Linked DNA regions of Ovis aries: region 2 is linked to region 1. Evidence: chromatin contacts called from public Hi-C data. All regions are on one chromosome and are shown on one strand. The core of a region is the stretch at or near the end of the contact, and the rest is flanking DNA. Distances in the headings are between cores, read along the strand shown. Region 1 holds the start of SBNO1 (strawberry notch homolog 1). Region 2 holds the start of ARL6IP4 (ADP ribosylation factor like GTPase 6 interacting protein 4).

Evidence for each region. Hi-C and Micro-C count contacts between places; a contact is called where the count stands out from the background.
Region 2: a contact with region 1 is called in a Hi-C map of liver, with 2.9 times the contacts expected there. The contact joins the promoter of ARL6IP4 here to the promoter of SBNO1 in region 1. A contact is called at or near these places in 2 of 16 Hi-C or Micro-C datasets (hypothalamus and liver).

The regions. Positions count from the first base shown.
Region 1 is chr17:52,276,742-52,282,111 of ARS-UI_Ramb_v3.0, reverse strand. It overlaps SBNO1 (strawberry notch homolog 1), which reads right to left and starts at 2,061. Exons shown (of 31, transcript XM_060401102.1): 1 at 1,913-2,061. It also overlaps a transcript of LOC105602864 not described here.
Region 2 is chr17:52,592,696-52,597,825 of ARS-UI_Ramb_v3.0, reverse strand. It overlaps ARL6IP4 (ADP ribosylation factor like GTPase 6 interacting protein 4), which reads left to right and starts at 3,092. Exons shown (of 6, transcript XM_027956445.3): 1 at 3,092-3,223; 2 at 3,591-3,764; 3 at 4,198-4,482; 4 at 4,566-4,683; 5 at 5,086-5,130. The coding sequence starts at 3,602. OGFOD2 (2-oxoglutarate and iron dependent oxygenase domain containing 2) reads left to right here. Exons shown (of 5, transcript XM_060401131.1): 3 at 691-818; 4 at 1,072-1,329; 5 at 1,403-2,394. The coding sequence starts at 780. The coding sequence ends at 1,666.

The sequences.
Region 1 (5,370 bases), core at 812-3,311:
CAGCAAATCTCAAATCAAAGCTCAATTTAGAGACTAAGAAAGGCCAAAATGTTATCTGTACCTAAAGTCTTCGCGGGTTGGGGCGGGGGGCGTGAGGACAACTTTAAAACCTCCATACTGCACATTTTAAATAGTAATCTCAGTAACGCCCTTAAAACCTGTAAAACTGTCTGAAACATGAAAGCATTCAATGGACGAATGACTGGATGAATGAATTCATCAACTATAAGTCACTCACTAAGCCTCCCTTTTTAACACTTCTCCAGCAACTGAACTAAAATTTACTTAAATTTCTTAAGAACTGTAAGGAATAAATTTAGACTGGAAATAAACTGGGAGATAAAAAGCAGAAGCCAGAGGAAAACGGTAAAGATGTCTTCTCTGGTAAGGTAAACACTGGAAGCAACTTCTTTAAACATGAAAATAAAACGTCCCCTTGCTTGCAAAACTCATGTCCTACCAGCAGTAAATTCTACATTTTACCCTAGAAATTCTGTACAGACTATCTTTTGTGCAGTGATGAAGGCTTTCCCCACTGCTTACAAAAATCAGTTGTGACTGCAGTAAATAACTGGGAAAATATGGGATCCCTTCGCACTGTTAGCTGGTTTAAGTGACTGCAACTGTTAGGAGGAACAGCGATAGAGAGCAACTAAGGACTTGACAGCTTTCTGGGCCCTCCTTGGCCGACACTTTAGAACCCCATTCCGTCTGTAATTCTGGTTACACTGAGAATATGAAATATTTAACTCAACATAAACTGCTAATAATCAACTTCAAAGGTCAAAGGGGACCCAGCTTTTAACCTTCTCTCATCAACACGTGTTCAGTACAAACTTCCGGGTGCAGTTACAATTGGCTGCGCAATTCAATGGATAAAAACGTTGCTTTCTTTGACTCTCATTTTCTCTCCCGTTCTTTTCCCACGTTTCTCAACCAACTACTCCCCAAAACAAAAGCCTCCCACAGTTAACCGAGCACGCACATAAAAAAGAGCTTCTCTGCGCGAGGATCAAGTTAGTGGTCCGCAAACATTAACCAAACAGAAGCACAAAGCCGAGGTGGAAAGGGGAGGAGCTGGATGCCAGGGTCAGGAAAGAAACAATCACAAGGGTTCAGGAACATCCAAATCTCCTCAGCGGTTAAACCGACTTCAAACCACTTCTGGGAAACCACCAGCATACACTGGTTTGGGGAACTTTAGATGCTCGTTACGCCAAACACTCTCAAAGTAAGCAAATCCCCAACCGACTTGCCCCTCCACAGAAATGCCTGCTTAGCGTCTAGGAGGCGGGCGGGCGAGCGAGCTCGGGGCAAAATTAACCTCATCACTGGGTGAAGCGTGAAGGTGGCCCCACGTGTCCCACGTACCGTCCCCACCACCCCGACGGCGAGGTGACCAGCAAATTGTAGGTGCGGTGTCCTGACGCTCCCCGCACTCTCGCCCTGAACCGGAGCAATCCTTGGGTACGAGGACTTTTGAAGGATTGCGGAGCTCACTTTCCTGCGGGTCCCAGGACCTCACAGACCCCTGGTCTAGCTGAGGAACCAAAGAGGGCGACCCAAGCAGAGCCGGAGCCGGCGTCCGCAGACGCTGACTCCTCGCTTAAACGAGGTGTCTCCAACCCCGGACAGCGGGGCCCTCGGGGCCCGAGAGCTCCACGCGCGGCGACCGCAGGGCCCGGCGCTGACGGGCGGAGGAAACGAGCGCGGCGGGGCCGCCGCCAGGACCGTGCCCCCGAAGACCCCGGGGCGCGCAGCGGAGGGGGCGGCGAGGGAGGCCCCAAGCCAGGGTGAGGTGGCGGGCCCCCCCCTCAGCCCGGCCCTGCACGGCCCCCTGAAGAGGGTGGGAGTGGGAGGCTGTCCGGGAGAAGGAGTGTGGAGGCAGAAAAGGGATAAGAGGTGGACTTACTTTCCCCGCCGGATCCGACACCGGAACAGATTCTCTCAGGTGACTAGAGCTTGAAGAACCAGAGGCGACGGGAGCGGAGGCGGCGGTGGCGGCGGCAGCAGCGGCGTCCGGCTCTGCCTACCTCCCCGCCGCCATCTTGACGCCCCTCCCCCCAAGCCCCCCCGCCCCACGGGGAGGGGGTGGGGCGACGGATGAGGCGCCGCGCGCACGCAGCGCGCGCCGCGCGACCCACGTGACTTCCTCCCTCCCCCCCCCCCACAACACCCCACTCCCTAGCACCTCTCCGCCCCGCCTCCCTCCTAGGTGAAGGAAGATGATTTCCACCCCCCCATGACTGCCCCCTGCCTTCGCCGCCAAGCACGAACTCCGTCGCTCCCGCCGACCGGGTACCAGTGGTTGGATCCAAGGGAATTCCGGAACCCAAACGGTCCATTACCGCGGCTCCCGGGTGGGCGAGGGGTGAGGGGGCCGGGCTTCCGAGAAGGGGGAGGGGGGGAAGGCGAAGGCCGCCTAGGAGAGTCACGTGTCTACTGCTTCCGCCGGCGCTCGAAAGACCTCGCGAGAGTTCCGTTCCTCCGCCCTTTCTCCCCCGCGGGCTGTCGGGAAGAAGGTCGGTGCTTTGACTTGCCACGAGGAGGTCAGCTGGTGGGCCGGGCGCATGCGTGCCACACCTACTTTCAAAGTCCGGCTAGGAGGGGCCTGAAGCTGTTTTCAAAACGTTTTTGGTGTGTGGCTTTGGCCCAGGAAGTTATCTAGTAGTGTCTCTGTCACTTTGAAACGCTTGTTACCTTAGTGAGTTCTAGAAGAAAATATTCGCCTACTTATTGTTTCTTAGGCTTGCTCAGAGCACTTTATTTAATGTGAAACCGCAAGTAACTGGAGCCCCTCGGCTGTTTCATTACCATAATCAGATCCTAAGGAGTGAGAGCGCGGTTAGCCCCTCTTTCTCTTTTTCTCGCGCACACCCACTAACCTGAACAAACTGTTGCTCTCAATTAATGATTGCTGCAGGTCTGTTGCTACCCCCCTCTTTTATTTTTGTATTCTCCGTTATGATTTTTGTTACTGGTACTACTACTAAATGACCTGACCCAGAATAAACAAATTAACTTGGTAACCCTTTTGTAAAGTCATCCTGAGAATGCTGTTTGAACCCGTTGCTTAGGTAATGGGCACGCTGGGTGATTCTTGCCCCCTACCGGTGGCGCGTCGAACTCGCCTTGTGCTCAAAGCAAATTTAGTGGTTTGGTTAACTTGGAGGTAAAAGTGTGAGCTCTTCTAGAGACAGTATGGGGCTAGGGGAGAGAGGGAAAAAAATTACGGCAAGAATAATTGAGTCTTCCAACGTAGTGTCTATATACATAAATATGTATTGTTCAGTTCATTCGCTCAGTCGTCGTGTCCGACTCTTTGCAACCCCGTGGCACAGGCCAGGCTTCCTGTCCATCACCAACTCCCTGAGCTTGCTCAAACTCATGTCCATACAATCAGTGATGCCATCCAACCATCTCGTCCTCTGTCGTCCCCTTCTCCTCCTTCCTTCAATCTTTCCCAGCATCAGGGTCTTTTCTAATGAGTCAGTTCGTCACATCAGGTGTATTGCAGCTTGAGCGTCAGTCCTTCAATGAATATTCAGGACTGATTTCCTTTAGGATGGACTAGTTTGATCCCCTTGCAGTCCAAGGGACGCTCAAGAGTCTTCTCAAACACCACAGTTCAAAAGCATCAATTCCTGTGTATTATATATGTGTGCTGCTGCTGCTGCTGCTAAGTCGCTTCAGTCGTGTCCGACTCTGTGCGACCCCATAAACGGCAGTCCACCAGGCTCCCCCGTCCCTGGGATTCTCCAGGCAAGAGTACTGGAGTGGGTTGCCATATGTGTACATATAAATAAATATTTTAAAGTATGTTAGTGGCTCAGTCGTGTCAGACTCTTTGTGATCCCCATGGACTGTAGCCTGCGAGGCTCCTCTGTTCATGAAATTCTCCAGGCAGGAATACTGGAGTGGGAGACCTTCCCCACCCAGGGATTGAACCCAGGTCTCCTGCATTGCAGGCAGATTCTTTACTGTCTGAGCCACCAGGGAAGTCCAGGCATTTAAAATTGAAAGTTAATTACTTTGCTGTTCACTTCTGTTATTTCATTTACTGCATACACACACCTATAAAGATAAAAATAATTAAAATAGTTCTATAAGAACAATGCCTTAGAGGAACTTCCCTGGCAGTCCAGTGGTTAAGACTCTGCCCTTCCATTGCAGGGGCTCAGGTTGGACCCCTCATGGGGGGAAGTAAGATCCCACTTGCCCCACAGCAAGAGGTGGAAAAAAAAAACCATTGGAAAGCAAAGTCATTCAACTGTCTTGTTCACTACTTTCCAATAGACTAGTTTATAATCTAGTACAGTTGACAGCAAACAAGCAATTGTCATATGAAAGAATGCAGCAAAGAAATCTAAGACAATGTAGTTAATGCATCACTGCCTTTGAAACTTGGTTGGAGCAATTCAGTTTCCAAGTGGCCCCCAAACTCTAGCTGTACACTGGGACTGGATGAGTCCAGGATCCACCTTTTTTTGGTACTTTCTGAGCATCTAAGCCAGATTCTAGGGACTTCCCTAGCAGTCCAGCAGTTAAGACACAGTGCTTCCAGTGCGTGGGGCGAGGGTTCAATCACTGGTTGGGGAACTAAGATATCCCATGCTGTGTGGCTCAGGCAAAAAAACCCAGATCCTTGCTGCCATCTCTGCACCATCTCTTTACCCTGAACCAAAGTAAAAGATGGAGTTTTGGGGCATATTTATACAACTGCACATATGCACAGAAATGTTATGCACAGAGTTATTCATGGCAGTAGCAATTTGCAGAAGCAAAAGATGGGAAACAACCTTAATGTCTTTGAAGAAAAGATGAACTTACTAAACTATGGTACTTTCCTACAGTGAAACAGTTGTTAACAAGAATGAAGCACTTCTGTCTATGAGAATACATAATATATTTTAATTGAATGTACACTTGGGGCATCTCAGAATGACAACACAAGTAGTTTGTATCAGCGGATAGAAACTGAGATACTGAGGGTCAGAGGTAGAAGGAAAACTTACTGGAAACACCTAGAATAGAGATACTGCTGGAAGCAGATAATTCAGAAAAATTCCCTTTTCAGGCATGGTGTCGACTCCTCCTCCCCTGTGGCTATTATATTTACACTGTACTTTTTATTTCATTCAAAAAATATTTATTGAGTCAGATATGTTAGAGGTATTGTGTTAGGGACACAAGTTTAAGAATAACAAATCAAGGGGAGGGGGGAGCGGGGGATGGTCCCCTTACAGAGTAGTAGGCGTTAATCCTCAAATTTCACCAAAAAATGTAAACTTGTAACTGTGACAATGCAACATAAAAGCTAACAGAACCTATTAGAGTAATTTGATCTCATCAGGGAAATCAAATAAGGCT
Region 2 (5,130 bases), core at 1,843-4,342, 310 kb before region 1:
GGAGACAGTGTCAGGTGAGGTCTTGGCCTGCTACTGGGCAGGACTGGGGGTGGCAGACGGGGGTCCCTTCACCCACCATATCTGCCTCTAAAAGTGAAACCAGCAGGAGTGAGAAGAGGGCTAGGATGGCACTGTCAGGAGGAGGGCATCTGTATTCACTCACTTGCACATGCATCCACCACAGGGATCAGTGATTCCGTGCTATGCACCAGGCACAAGCCAGCCTCAGACTGCGGTGACTGAAGACGTTAATGAGGGGATGGTTGAGACAAGTGTGGGCTCGGGTCAGCAAGGGATGGTGAGAGACCTGCCCCAGGGTTAGCAGGGGGGGTGGGAATGGGGAGCAGTTCCCCATCCTGAGACCTGAAGGACAGGGCAAGAGTGAAGTCTCCCAAACCTGCCAGGACCTGGAGCTGGCGGGGAGGGGTGGCCAGCCAGGATGCACATCTGAATTTGGGGGTCAGACCTCAGGGCAGGGTGAGGATCTAGGGATGAGTGGTGCGGAGGGGTCCAAGAATAGGGCACCCTTGCCGCACACGTTATGTCATTTGATCATCACAAGAGCCCATTTAATCATCACAAGGTGAGTACTCACGTCATCCCCATTCTACAGATGAGGAGACTGAGGCGGGGGGGAAGGGAAAAGGTTAGATCCCGGCTAACCAACCATTGCTCCCTCTCCCTCCACAGAGGAGAAGCGAATTTACCGGCTGCCGGTGTTCACAGCGCCCTTCTGCCAGGCCCTGCTGGAGGAGCTGGAGCACTTCGAGCAGTCAGACATGCCCAAGGGAAGACCCAACACCATGAACAACTATGGGGTGGGTGAGGCTCCACCCCGCCAGCACAAGGAGGCAGGGACCTCCGTCTGGGGAGACGTGTTCCCAGCGCAGACCTCCTCCAAGCCTTGGTCTCACCATCTGTAAGATGAAATCAGGCAGTATTATTATGAAGTTAAGCAGGTTGATGATGTCTGCACAGCACTCAGCACTGTCCTTAGTGAGGGACTCCCCCAGGGACCCAGGGACAGGCCCTACAAGCTTCCCTGCTAATTCTGAGCTCCCCCACCCCCAGGTGTTGCTACATGAGCTAGGCCTGGATGAACCGCTGGTAACACCACTGCGGGAGCGCTTCCTCCAGCCGCTGATGGCCCTGCTGTATCCAGACTGTGGCGGGGGCTGGCTAGACAGCCACCGGGCCTTTGTGGTCAAATACGCACCCGGCCAAGACCGTGAGCTAGGCTGCCACTACGATAATGCCGAGCTCACCCTCAATGTGTCCCTGGGCAAGGCCTTCACAGGGGGTGCCCTCTACTTCGGGGATCTCTTCCAGGTTAGTGTGTGTAACCCGTGGGGCTGGGCCAGAGCCACTGTGAGTACCCAGGCCTGAGTTCCACTGTCCACAGGTGCCTTCAACCCTGGCCAAGCCCTTGGAGGTGGAGCACGTGGTGGGCCAGGGCCTCCTGCACCGTGGGGGCCAGCTGCACGGGGCCCGGCCCCTGGGCACCGGTGAGCGCTGGAACCTGGTCGTCTGGCTCCGGGCCTCAGCCGTGCGCAACCGCCTCTGCCCTATGTGCTGCCGCAAGCCTGACCTGGTGGACGACGAGGGCTTCGGTGATGGCTTCACCCGCGAGGAGCCCGCCACAGTGGATGTGTGTGCCCTAACTTGAGCTTGGCCAGGGCCAGTGTGGCGGGCAAGGACAGAAATAAACACCCTGCAGCCCTCAGCACTTCTTGATTCAAGAGGACACACAGGCTTCTGGGTCATTCTTTCAGCAGACAGGCTGGCTTAGGTCAGGCTTGTAGACCAGAGCCTGAGACAGGAATTCCTGTGCATGTGGTTTAAGGAGGGAGTGCTCCAGGGAGGAGCAGGACAGGGCAGGAAGGAGCTGGATCAGGATGGTTTGACACAGCATCCAGTTTCAGCCCAATCCCACAGGGCTCTCTGGAGCATGAATTGAAGCACAGTTTGCCCCCAACAGCAGTTATTGGCTATGGGGTGTTTCAGGGTATGGAGTGGGTGAGTAACTTCCCAAACATCCACCTCCAGGGCAGCATGGTTCCCAGTGGCCAAGGAAATCTTCCAGAGCAGGGTAAAGGTGTGGGGTGTCAGCAGCAGACACCATGGCTAAGGTCGAGTGCACATGTCTTCTAAGGGGATTTGGGTGGGTCACCTCCATCTTCTGGATGGTATGGAGGGGTTACTGCAGAAAGATTAGAAGCAGGAACTTGGAGCCAGACTGCCTGGATTCAAATTCTGATTCAGCCACTTCCAGTTGTAACTGGGTAAGCCACCTGCCTCTCTCTGCCTTAGTCTTTTTTCCTGGAAAGTACCGATGTCCTAGAGCTGTTTTGAGGATCAAATGACTTCCCATTTATAAAGCAATTTACAACAGTCCTCTGGGTTTGCTGCTGTCATTACTATCAAAGAGTTTGCAACTCGGTGGCCCCAAGACTGGAGGAGGCATGCAGCGATGCTATGTTTGGGAGAGTTTTCCATGTTGAAATCTTGAGTTTGGACTCCCCTGGCAAAGTGGGAAGATCTGGAAATATCCGGCCCCAGTCCACACTGCAGAAAACAGGGAGACCAGACTCTCGAGGCCTGTGGTACACTCCCTCACAGGGGTCCCTCATAGGTTGCTGTGAACTTTCTGGTTTCTATGGACGTCTGAGTTTGTGACCTCTGTATTACTGAATGCAGACATCGGAAAGACCAAGGTTCTGGAGCTCACGGCCTGCTGGTGTGGACATGTCCGCAGAAAATCCACAGTGGCCTCCTCCCCTGGGCTTCACAGGGACTGGGGCTGCTGCGGGCCGACCGAATAGGCTAAAGATGGGAGAGGGCATAGCTGCGGCAAAGGGCTTGTGAGCTCTGGGACTGGCACCAGGCTGGCGAGCAGGTCTCTCGTCCGGGAGCTCCCCCTAGAGGCGGAAGCCTGGAGCCCCAGCTCGCCTCTCTGGGAGGTGAGCGCGCCAGACTCGGTTTCTTGGGCTGCCCCACAGACGGAACCTGGGGCTTCAGAACTAAAGGCAGCAGCGCCTCGCTTCGCGGCCGGACAGCCTCCCAGTGCACCGCCCTGGGCCGGAAGTCACCCAGCCGTTGCTTCCTCACTCGAAGGCGTGGTGCAGGGTTGGCGGTCCCGCCGGATGGGCGGTTGAAGAGGGAGCAGAGCAACCCCGGGGACTTTCTTTGAGGCGGCAAGGCCGCGGAGGGCGCGGGGTGAAGGGTAGGCGCACGTGGAAAGGGAAGAGGAACGCACCTGGCATCTGAGGAGCGCGGCCGTTCCTAGAGGCGCCTGAGCTGCGCGCGCAGCCGTGAAGCGTCCGCGTGGGGGCGGACCCTTAAAGGGGCCGCAGCGGAGGAGCCGGGAGTCCGCGGAGAACTTGGGTTACCCGGGGTTGGGGGCGGGTGAGGATCGCAAGGTTGCTCCAACTCCCCCTCAACAACGCTGCCCCGGGTAGTGATGGGTGCCAGGCCGCAGAAGACCAGGCCGAATCTGGTCGACTCGGCCAGAGTAGAGCCTCCCTGGGAACCCAGTCTGCGGGCCGGCCCCGTGATCGATCCCGAGTTTAAGTGTGCCTTCGTGTGTGCAGTTCGCGGCGCTATGGCTCACGTCGGCTCCCGCAAGCGCTCTAGGAGTCGCAGCCGTTCCCGGGGGCGAGGGTCGGAAAAGAAAAGGAAGAAGAGCAGTAAGGACGCCCGGAGGAGCTGCTCGGCTTCGAGATCCCAAAGCCGCAAGGCCAGCATCACCTCCTCTGGGGCTGAGGGTGAGGACCAGAGGGAATGGGAAAGGGATGAGGGAACTTCAGGGAGGAAGTTGCAGGCAGTCGGGAGGGCTTCTCCAGACTGACTTTTGGAAAATCGCAGGGAGCACTATTCAGAGGGACACAAGAGTGTCCTCGCTATCTGGAATGAAAGACGCTCAGAATCCTCAGAATCCAGGGGCTGGGCCAACCCATTGAATACGGAGTGAAGCGAGCACTTTATCATAATTTTGGTGTAGCAGGGCCTAAGATGTGGGTGCTGGCCACCTTGCTCCTGGGCAGACAGTGTGCGGCGTCGAGAAAGTGCCTCTCCACAGCGTGCTGAAGCCCTGCCAGGAGGTAGTCAGCCTGAGCCTGCTATAGGCCAGAGCAAGGGGACGAAGGTTTACTTCTTCCCCTCCTGGCCTTCCAGCCTCACCTTCTCCCTGCATCACAGAGAGAAGCAAGCACAAGGCCCGGAGGAGACCACGATCCAGCTCCTCCTCCTCTTCTTCCAGTTCTTCTAGCTCCTCTTCCTCTTCGTCCTCCTCCTCTTCCTCCAGCGATGGCCGGAAGAAGCGGGGGAAGCACAAGGACAAGAAGAGGAAGAAGAAGAAGAAAAGGAAGAAGAAGCTGAAGAAGAGAGGCAAGGAGAAGGCCAGAATGCAGCAGGCTGAGGCTCTGCCCGGACCCTCGCTGGACCAGTGGCACAGAGCAGCCAAGGAGGAAGAGGATGGCCCAGGTACTGCGCTGCCCGCTGTGCAGGGCGGGGAGGGTCCTCTCCCTGAGGCTCTGCCACCGCCTCCCTGCCATCTTACCTTCCAGTCCTGACGGACGAGCAGAAGTCCCGCATCCAGGCCATGAAGCCCATGACCAAGGAGGAGTGGGATGCCCGGCAGAGCGTCATCCGCAAGGTGGTGGACCCGGAGACAGGACGCACCAGGTGGGGCACGCTGGCCCCAGACTGCACTCTCAGGAGGAGGGATGGGGGCTGCTGCTGCTCTAAACAGGCTGACGACCAGGGGAAAAGTCCCTTGTTGATGAGACTTCTCAGGCCATTGCTCCCTATTGGCTGAAGTAGGCAATTGCAGGGGCTGGAAAGGCCTTGAGGGAGGGTCTTCAAAGAGCCACAGCTGGCCTGTCTGATGGCAGAGCTACCCTCTGTCCTCATCTCTGTGGCAAGGGAGGGAGGTGAGGAGGGAGGAGTGGGAGTGGCCAGCAGGGTGTGGCAGCCTGCTCAAGGAGGTGGTGGGGCCTGGGCCTGGCACCCCTCTGCCGGGTGCTTCTGGTTCTGGTGCTCTGGCCTCTCAGTTAAGAGGCTCAGCCTGCCCACTCCCATCCCCAGGCTCATTAAGGGAGACGGCGAGGTCTTAGAAGAAATCGTCACCAA